Regions from separate parts of the Rattus norvegicus genome. Here region 2 is linked to region 1. A link is a contact called in public Hi-C data. All regions are on one chromosome and are shown on one strand. Each heading gives the region's core, a stretch centred on a gene start, on an enhancer-like site or on the middle of the called end of the contact. The rest is flanking DNA. Distances are from core to core; before and after follow the strand shown. Region 1 has its middle 44 kb from the start of Dpt. Region 2 has its middle 97 kb from the start of Xcl1.

Evidence for each region. A called contact is a pair of places that touch in the nucleus more often than the background predicts.
Region 2: a Hi-C map of hepatocytes shows a contact between it and region 1, with 2.1 times the contacts expected there. The contact joins two enhancer-like sites. A contact is called at or near these places in 5 of 12 Hi-C or Micro-C datasets (frontal cortex, hepatocytes, kidney and 1 more).

Annotation. Positions count from the first base shown.
Region 1 is chr13:79,610,543-79,615,069 of GRCr8, reverse strand. No RefSeq gene overlaps it. Among named protein-coding and RNA genes, the nearest start is that of Dpt, 44 kb to the left of the region's middle. Within about 2 kb of position 1,844, at least 17 of the 93 cell types and tissues checked have an H3K27ac peak or open chromatin away from gene starts, as enhancers often do.
Region 2 is chr13:79,879,927-79,884,384 of GRCr8, reverse strand. No RefSeq gene overlaps it. Among named protein-coding and RNA genes, the nearest start is that of Xcl1, 97 kb to the right of the region's middle. Within about 2 kb of position 2,359, at least 40 of the 93 cell types and tissues checked have an H3K27ac peak or open chromatin away from gene starts, as enhancers often do.

The DNA.
Region 1 (4,527 bases), core at 595-3,094:
GCATGTTTTGCTTAAGTCCACCCCATTCCCTCCCTTCTAATCATTCCCTTATCCCCCTAACATCACTCCCTCCCTATTTTGTTATTTTTAAACTGACTGAGTCTACTTAGCTCTGCCTGTGTGTTCTAAGTCACAGGACCATCTATCTGCTGGTGCAGGGATAGCTTCTTGAAGGCCTTATCCTTAAACTGATTCTCTCAGCAGCTTTCCACTGCTAATAGCTCCTCAGTTAGGGGTGGGACTTCCTGACACACGGCCAGGCCCACCATGCTGGGATTTAATCTGACATGATCTTGCACAGGTCTTGTGCTGTCACTCTGCCGTGCGTTCACATTTGCAACTGCCTGCCCTGTTGCGTCTGGAAAACAGAACAGCAACAACCAGTCTCATTGCAGTCATTCCCCTCCTTCCTTTGCAATGGTTGCTGAAGGTTTGTCAGAAGCATCTGGTTTAGAGCTTTCTTTGTCTCTGCACAAACTTCCGCTGTTCATTTTATTACCCAAAGTCTCATAAATGTAACCAGTTCGCTCAGCCCGTCCACCCTCTTTCATCTCCTGGCACGTTTCTGATCCTTCAAAATCTTGGTCAGAAGCTAAGATTTTCCATCAGACACCCTGTGTCAACTGCAGATTCATGGACATTTTAACACACTTGTGCACCCTTGCCCACATATATATTCACATGCACACAAACGAGCACATACATCACATGTTCAGAAACACATGTACACACATGCATGCACATGCAGACAACTCATGAGACTATGCACACATGTACCAACATACTGACATACACACAATCACACATATATACATGCATACACATTCATAGCATACAAGTACATACACATGTATACATGTATGCATACACACACACACACACACACACACACACACACATGCACATAGTTTTTAATTTGGGGTTGGGGAGGGCAGAATCTCTCACTCTGTAGTCAAAAGCTTGCCTGGAACTCCCAGTGTATTCTGAGCTGACCTCCAGGCTACAGTGATTCTCTCAGCACTGCCTTCTTAATACTGACACTACAGGCACAGGCCACCACGTCTGTCTGAAAATTTCCATTTCATGGTCCAGCAGTTTGTTTTTCATTGTTAAGCTGGTTGGAAATTGTACTTCGCTCGTCGCTTGCAGCCTCTCATTGCAGCCTCCTCACTGGTGCAGCCCTGGCTCCTGTCCCCACATCCCCACTCTGATAAGGAGAAAATAAAGCCCAGGGCAGGAAACCGCTGTGCTCAGAGTGAAGCAGGTGCAGATCTGCTGAGAAGACACACTTCCATCTCCTGGAGTGTCCTTTCTCCAGGATTCCTCGGCCTGCTGTGTGTATAGTAATAGATGTCCTATGTACACCAGTATTTCAGTGGCCTTTCATTGACCAGTTGGTGACAAACCTATCCCTCTGGTCCCCAGAACTCCTTGAGTAACACTAACTTGGAATGCAATAGAAAGGGCCACTCTGCTCTCCTGTGTCACTTGTGTGACTTGGTGTCTTCCTTGTGTGGTCACAGGGAGGATTTCCATAGCAACCAGCAGGTGTGAAGCATACTTTTGTGAAATACGAGTCTGTGAGTAGATGTGGAACATCAAATCTGACCCATTTACACATTTCCACGTTGTCCTTCCTCCCGTCCATGTGTAAAGAGCTTTGTCGGTCTGCTCACTTGTGTATTTTATCCACGTCTTCATTTTATCCACGTCTTTCTGAGTGCTTCTGTGCCTCCGCCCTTCTCTCCTTTCCTCTCTCCTCTGTCTCCTCTGTCTGCACCGTGGTGGTTTGAAGCTTCCCATCCTTGAATCGTGTCACGACTATTTAAAGAGGCAGAAACCCTTTTTGTGTTCCAGCTGGACATGTGCTAAATGCAGTGGCTGCTATGGTAACAACTCCCCCCGTGCCAGAACAGTCACATCAAAGTAAAAAAAATCTTTTCTATGAGCAAGAAATATGAAAATAAAATTATTTACTTGTGAAGTATATCACATGCTACTGGTGTTATAGTCCGTAAAATTAGACTTTCTAACACTTTATTTAAAATACCAACAAAAAAACCCCTACAAATAGCTAACATAGATTAGTTATTTTCATGGACACCCTCATTCCTTAGGTAACTTCTCTTTCCCAACATATTCTTCTGTGCCCCCAATACACTTAAATCTAGATTTTTTTCCCTTTCCTATTAATTCATGTGTTCAACACTGTTTAGTGAGCTCTGGCTATGTTACAGGTATGTAGGTCCCTAAGCACGCAATGATATGTTTTGTGTAAACAGGATGTTCTGTGTTTGCTTCCTGTGAATGTCGATCCTGTTGAAAGGGGAAGAGGGGCATACGACTGGCAGTATTAGCAGCAGTGTTGGTTTATTTTTCTGAGGCAATGGTTTTGAAGGGACGGAGAGAAGGGATTGACGAGGTGAGGACTAGCACCCTCTCTTTCTACAGAGGGAAAGGAAGCACAGATGCTGAGGTCCGTGTTTGTGGTTTGCACGGTTAAAACTGAGAATGCTGTAGTTGATGCTGTCTGAAAACAAGCGCACATGCGCACCAAGTGTAAAAACTCATGAGTCACGATGATGGCTGAATTAAATTCACTTCTCGTTGCTAAGACAACTGTCAATTGATGATAACTCTTTACTGACATCCAGTTTGTTAATTTATTACTTACTTGCATAAAAGGTTTTCAGTACATGGCCATTGTACATGATTATGGGGCAGTGTGACATTTTAGTACATGTACACATTGTATAATAAGTGTGAGACAGTCATTGGCACCCTCGCTTTCTTGAAGCAAAATCCACTTTCTCTGTCCATCTGATCACTTCAAGAACTCAAGTTGCTCTGTGTTCAATGTTTACATCACCTCCAGAATCCAACATTTTGTTTTGTTTTCTTTTCATTTCCAAAACCACCGTCTTGACTCATAGCATCTTTGTTCTGCATCCAGACTCTTGATGGCTTCCTAACTTGCTTTCCTATTTCTAATGTGGTTTCCACCCTGCAATAAGAATTACATCTCTGAATGATTAGTTTCCCCAGTTAACAACATCTCCATGGCTTTTCAAATTCTATCGAGAATGGAAGCCAGCCTTCTATGACCAACTGCCAAGATCATAGCGTGGACACTGCCTAGTCTTCTCTCTTCATTGAATACTCTCGTAGCTCCTACTAAAATGTTTTCAGAGCCTCAAGTTTATTTATGCCTCTTACTGTCTGGGAGTTTGTGCTTCTTGTCCCTCTGCCCACTTCCTCTTGCTTCCTAGTCTTGACACGAATAATACCATGTGCTCCTCTTGAATACCACTGTGTCAGAAATCTGTCCTGATCTTCCAGGATTAGAGTGGCTGTTTTACAAAATGGAATCATTTCTATCCTGGCCCCACCTTAAGTAGTGCTCATTTATCGCTATCTCACCGTGAGTAATATTTCTTATGTTTTCTTTTTTTTTTACACTTGGTTCAACTTTTTTATTTTATTTTATTTTATTTTATTTATTTTTACATGAGTACACTGGTGCCTTCTTCAGACACACCAGAAGAGGGCATCGGATCCCATTACAGGTGGTTGTGAGCCACACTGTGGCTTCTGGGAATCGAACTCAGGACCTCTGGAAGAGCAATCAGTGCTCTTAACCACTGAGCCATCTCTCCAGGCCAGTAATACTTCTTTTCTTTTTTTTTTCTTTTTCTTTTTTTTTTATTAACTTGAGTATTTCTTATATACATTTCGAGTGTTATTCCCTTTCCCGGTTCCGGGCAAACATCCCCCTCCCCCCTCCCCTTCCTTATGGGTGTTCCCCTCCCAACCCTCCCCCCATTGCCGCCCTCCCCCCATAGACTAGTTCACTGGGGGTTCAGTCTTAGCAGGACTCAGGGCTTCCCCTTCCACTGGTGCTCTTACTAGGCTATTCATTGCTACCTATGAGGTCAGAGTCCAGGGTCAGTCCATGTATAGTCTTTAGGTAGTGGCTTAGTCCCTGGAAGCTCTGGTTGCTTGGCATTGTTGTACATATGGGGTCTCGAGCCCCTTCAAGCTCTTCCAGTTCTTTCTCTGATTCCTTCAACGGGGGTCCTATTCTCAGTTCAGTGGTTTGCTGCTGGCATTCGCCTCTGTATTTGCTGTATTCTGGCTGTGTCTCTCAGGAGCGATCTACATCCGGCTCCTGTCGGTCTGCACTTCTTTGCTTCATCCATCTTGTCTAATTGGGTGGCTGTATATGTATGGGCCACATGTGGGGCAGGCTCTGAATGGGTGTTCCTTCAGTCTCTGTTTTAATCTTTGCCTCTCTCTTCCCTGCCAAGGGTATTCTTGTTCCCCTTTTAAAGAAGGAGTGAAGCATTCACATTTTGATCATCCGTCTTGAGTTTCATTTGTTCTAGGCATCTAGGGTAATTCAAGCATTTGGGCTAATAGCCACTTACCAATGAGTGCATAGTAATACTTCTTTTCAAAGAAAGCCAGCACCCCATTCATCACCATTTCCCCCATATCTTGCACAACTGGCTTATAACATGCATTCTT
Region 2 (4,458 bases), core at 1,110-3,609, 270 kb before region 1:
TCGAGCTGGCCTTGAACTTGTCGTCCTTCTGCCTCAGCCTCCCAGTAGCTAGGATTACATTCAGTTGGATGTCTTTTCAACACCGTGGCCTAAACACACCTTTATCACTCCGGAGTTATCGCCTGAAATTCCTTAGTCATTCATGCGGCAGATCATTTTTAGGCATTTACTCTTTGTCAAGTACTACGGGAGATCCTGGGATAAGTAGCTGAGCGAAACCAGAAAGCATTTCTGCATTTTAAAGCTCAGTGTTCAGTGGGGGAGCTAGAGGTCTAGCTCCCACGTCAGTATGCCAACAGATATAAAATTGTCACGGTGACAGGGTAGGTCAAGGGAGAAGATTACAGATTTCCTGGCTGATGAAGCCAGGGGTGAGAACAAGGGCAGTGTAAGATCAGACAGAAGAGAGGGACTGTGCATCCCAGGATGGGAGAGGACCTCAGACAGGGAAGACTGAGCCAGCCTGAGGTAGGAGATGCCTGTGAGCCTCAGGGCTGAGTGTAAAAGCTATGGTGCCAGAGGCCAGTTCTAAGTCCTAGATTCTTCACCAGGTTTAATGCTTTTATTCTGAGGACAACGGGAGCTCACCAGAGGAACCAGGGGACTTTTACGGTGGCGTTCTGCTCTTTTTGTTTATTTTTTAAAATATTAAATTAAATGAATTAGTCTTCTTAGACAGGGTCTTATTGCACAGCCAAAGCTAGCCAGGAACTCACAACCCTCCTGTGTTACTTTCCTAAGTGCTGGGGTTACAAGAGAGAGAGTTACTATGCTGGGCTACATTGTGATCTGAAGAGAGCTTTGGTTAGAGCATTGGTTTGCAGAATGTGGTGGGGGAACTTACCGCAAAGATGGATAGGTCTGATGGTGCCTTATGATGTCGCTTGTATTTTGTTTTGTGGATTAGAGTTAGAAAAAAATGCATGGAAGCCACGTCTCTGGAGACCTCCGCAGAAACAGGAACTTGACAGAGACCGGGAAGGGCTGTCAGAAGGACCCCTTGCCATGGATGTTCCAGAATGGTTCCACAAGCCGGACCCCAGTAGAAGAAGCTCCAGAAGCATCTGGTTCAAGGCTAAAGCCAAATTAAACCTGCCTCTCAGGCCATGCAAGTGTGCTGAAGGGAAGTGAACAAAAGGAGAAAAGCTTCTAGTAAGGGCCTATGATGTGCAGCCAGGCTAACGAGGAACTCTCAGGCCACCTGTTTCGGCCTCCTGCTCTGAAGAGAGCCTTCCTGGGGCCGAGGAAATCGGTCCCGTTTCGAAAGGCTGCTATGAAGAAAGCCCTGCTAGTCTTGCTCTTGCCGTCCCTACATGCTCTGCGATTAGGTGCGCCCATTCTTTGTATTCCTGGCTTGAGCTCAGGGTCTAGGGTTTCTAGAACACCAGAGCTGGGGTATTTGGGAAGCTGAGTGTTTTGTGGGCACCCCGTGTATAGGAGTCTGACAACGAGTGATGAACTTAGCCGTGGAGAAAGCTGGTTCCTTCGGTTGCCACAGAAACCGAATCGAGCTGGATTTAGCCTTAAATTACAGGGTACACACAGAGATGGAGTTAAACATTTGTCTACCCTGCCTGACTTCCTTTTCTTTCCACACCGAGCCTTCTCAGAAAGTGGCAGCAGCACCCGTGAAGCTGAGTGGGGGCAGCAGAGCACAAAGGGCACGGGTGGGGGCTGCCAAGGTTTTGAAAATGCCAAGGACAGCAGATTCCCACCAGAGGCAAGGTTACTGCCCAAGCAGCTTCCTCCTACACGCTAGGATCTGCCACGAAGGAGTACATCAGGGAAGAGAGCAGAGAGCTGAGCAGGATTTAAAGCCATTGCTTTGGAGACATTTGCTACAAGGTGCACATGGCCGCCGAGTACTTGCAGATAGCTTGCTGAGATGTGCTTTACAAAACCCATATACCAGATTTCAAAGACAGCACGATAAGAGAGAGAGAGAGAGAGAGAGAGAGAGAGAGAGAGAGAGAGAGAGAGAGAGGGAGAGAGAGAGAGAGAGAATATGTCATGTAAAATATTCATTACATTGAGTTGACATTGAGTTGACAATGTTTTGGATATGTTAAGTAAGACACGGCTTTAAAACAATTCCACCTATTTCTGCTCACTGTTGGCAATGGTATTGCTCCATAATTTAAAATCCCACGGGTGGCTCACACCATATTCCTGTCGGGCTGTTCATGTACTGAGGCTGTTTGAATGGATTAAGACAGTCTGTTAACTGGAGAACCTCAAGTTTCTTCTGATTATCTGCCAGATAGAGATGTTAATGCCCTCTCTAGAATCCTCCGAGCCTATGACTAGCATTTTATGCTACGGTATGTTCTACAGAGCCCTCTGCAGGTTTCCCCCTTAAAGTCAAGGTAATATCGCCACAGTTAAATGCATGCCGACTCATTCTTCAGGAGCTGCACTGGGTATGCATCACAGCGTGGCCAGAGATTTCCAAAGAAGCTACACGAGCAAGTGGCTCGGTTCCTCCACATCACTGTGTTTTCTCTCCGCCAGCAGACATTTATGCTAAGGGTCTTTAGATGGACACTGCCTTATAGAAGTGTCTTATAGAAGAAGAAAAAGTCAAGTCTGCATTACAGATGGGTTGTCGTGTTAGTTCGTTTTCCATTGCTGTAACAAAATACAGTAGGCTGGGGACTTTGTATAGAGGAGAGGTTTTTTTGGCTCGTAGTACTGGAGGCTGCAAGGTCAAATAGCACTGCAAAGGGCTCCCTGGCTGTATTACTTCATGGTGGATGGCATCCTGTGGGAGGAGCATTGTGAGCAGGAGAAATCATGGCAAGGCAGGAAGCCAGAGTGCAGGGAGGGTCTGCTTTTTCCCTGTTCTTTCTCTTAGAACTAAGTAAAGTCCAAGGTAACTATATCAATTCTCCTTGATGATAGCACCTTATATTAGGCTCCACCTTTAAACACCCCCATGAATTTGCATGTAGGTTCAAGCTTGCAAATGAACTGCTATGAATGGGTCTTTAAAACACTCTAGGCAATGCCTTGTGCAGTAGACATAGTCATTCTTCTGGTAGAGATGGGTTAAGTGGGAATATCCATGAGTTCCTGAGAAAGAACATATAATTGGAGTAATTGGTTAGGGGCCTGGCAAGAGAAAGGGTGGCAGGAAGAGGCATACAGACAAGCCTCTGGGAGAGAATCTGTCCTAGGGTTTCTTTCCTGCACAAACATTAGGACCTTGAAGCAAGTTGGGGAGGAAAGGGTTTATTCAGCGTACACTTCCACATTGCTGTTCATCACCAAAGGAAGTCAGGACAGGAACTCACACAGGGTAGGAACTAGGAGGCAGGAATGGATGCAGAAGGCATTGGGGAATGCTGCTTCCTGGCTTGCTTCCCCCTGGCTTGCTCAGCTTGCTTTCTTATAGAACCCAAGACTGCCACCTCAGGAATGGCACCACCCACAATGGGCCCTCCAACACTTGATCACTAATTGAAAAAAATGCCTTACAGCTGGATCTCATGGAGGCATTGTAAGATTCAAACATAATGGCTATGGCTGCCTTAACCAGAGAGTTTCCAAAGAATTTAGCATAACACCCTGTCCAAAGAATTTAGAATAACACCCTGTCCAAAGAATTTAGAATAACACCCTGCTCCTGGGTGCTAACTGCAAAGAGGGCAGGGCCCTTTTCAGTCCCCCATCTGCATGCCAAAGATATCTCTACATTGAGGAATGTAAGGGTCAACGTGCATCATCAAGGTCCAACTCATGCTGTTGCCAAAGGCTGTCCTCCACAGTGTATAAAAAGTGTGTGCTTTTGCTACTCTGGGGTTGCCTCTGTCCCAATTACAGGGCAACCCCAGCATGCTGGATCATTAAACCTCTTGCTTGATTGCATCACTCTCGGTCTCCGTGTTTTCATGAGTGGGATCTCCCGGACATAGGGCTCATCAGGTCCTACAGCATTTCCTCAAGGGAGGTTCCTTTCTCTGTGATAACTCGAGCTTGTGTCAAGTTGACACACAAAACCAGCCAGTACAGAATCTAAGGGTTTAAAAACCTTTGTGTTACACGTTAATACCACCTGAAGGAAATCACCTTGGAAGAAGCACTGGGCAACCCAAGAGAATGACATCATCTAGCCTCTGTTTTCTGTCACCCAGTGTCTGGCAATGGATGTACGGGTTACAGTAACCACGGCTGTGGTGGTAGGGATTGAGATGACCCACGTGATAAATAAACAAGCAGTGTAGGGGGTTGTGACCTCAAGAGGTAGAATTCAGGGATCCAAGAGAGGAGTACAAATGAGGGTGGTCTTGCTCTCTACTCTTCCCAGTGGGATATGTGACTTCATTCCCTGACAATGTAAACTCTTGGTCCAGAACAACAGGTTCCCAGAGGAGAGCTTTCATCAGTGGACAAGGGCTCATTATATTCTAAGCTGCTACTGCCCTTCTGCCAACTCCTTGTACTAAGAGATCAATGGGG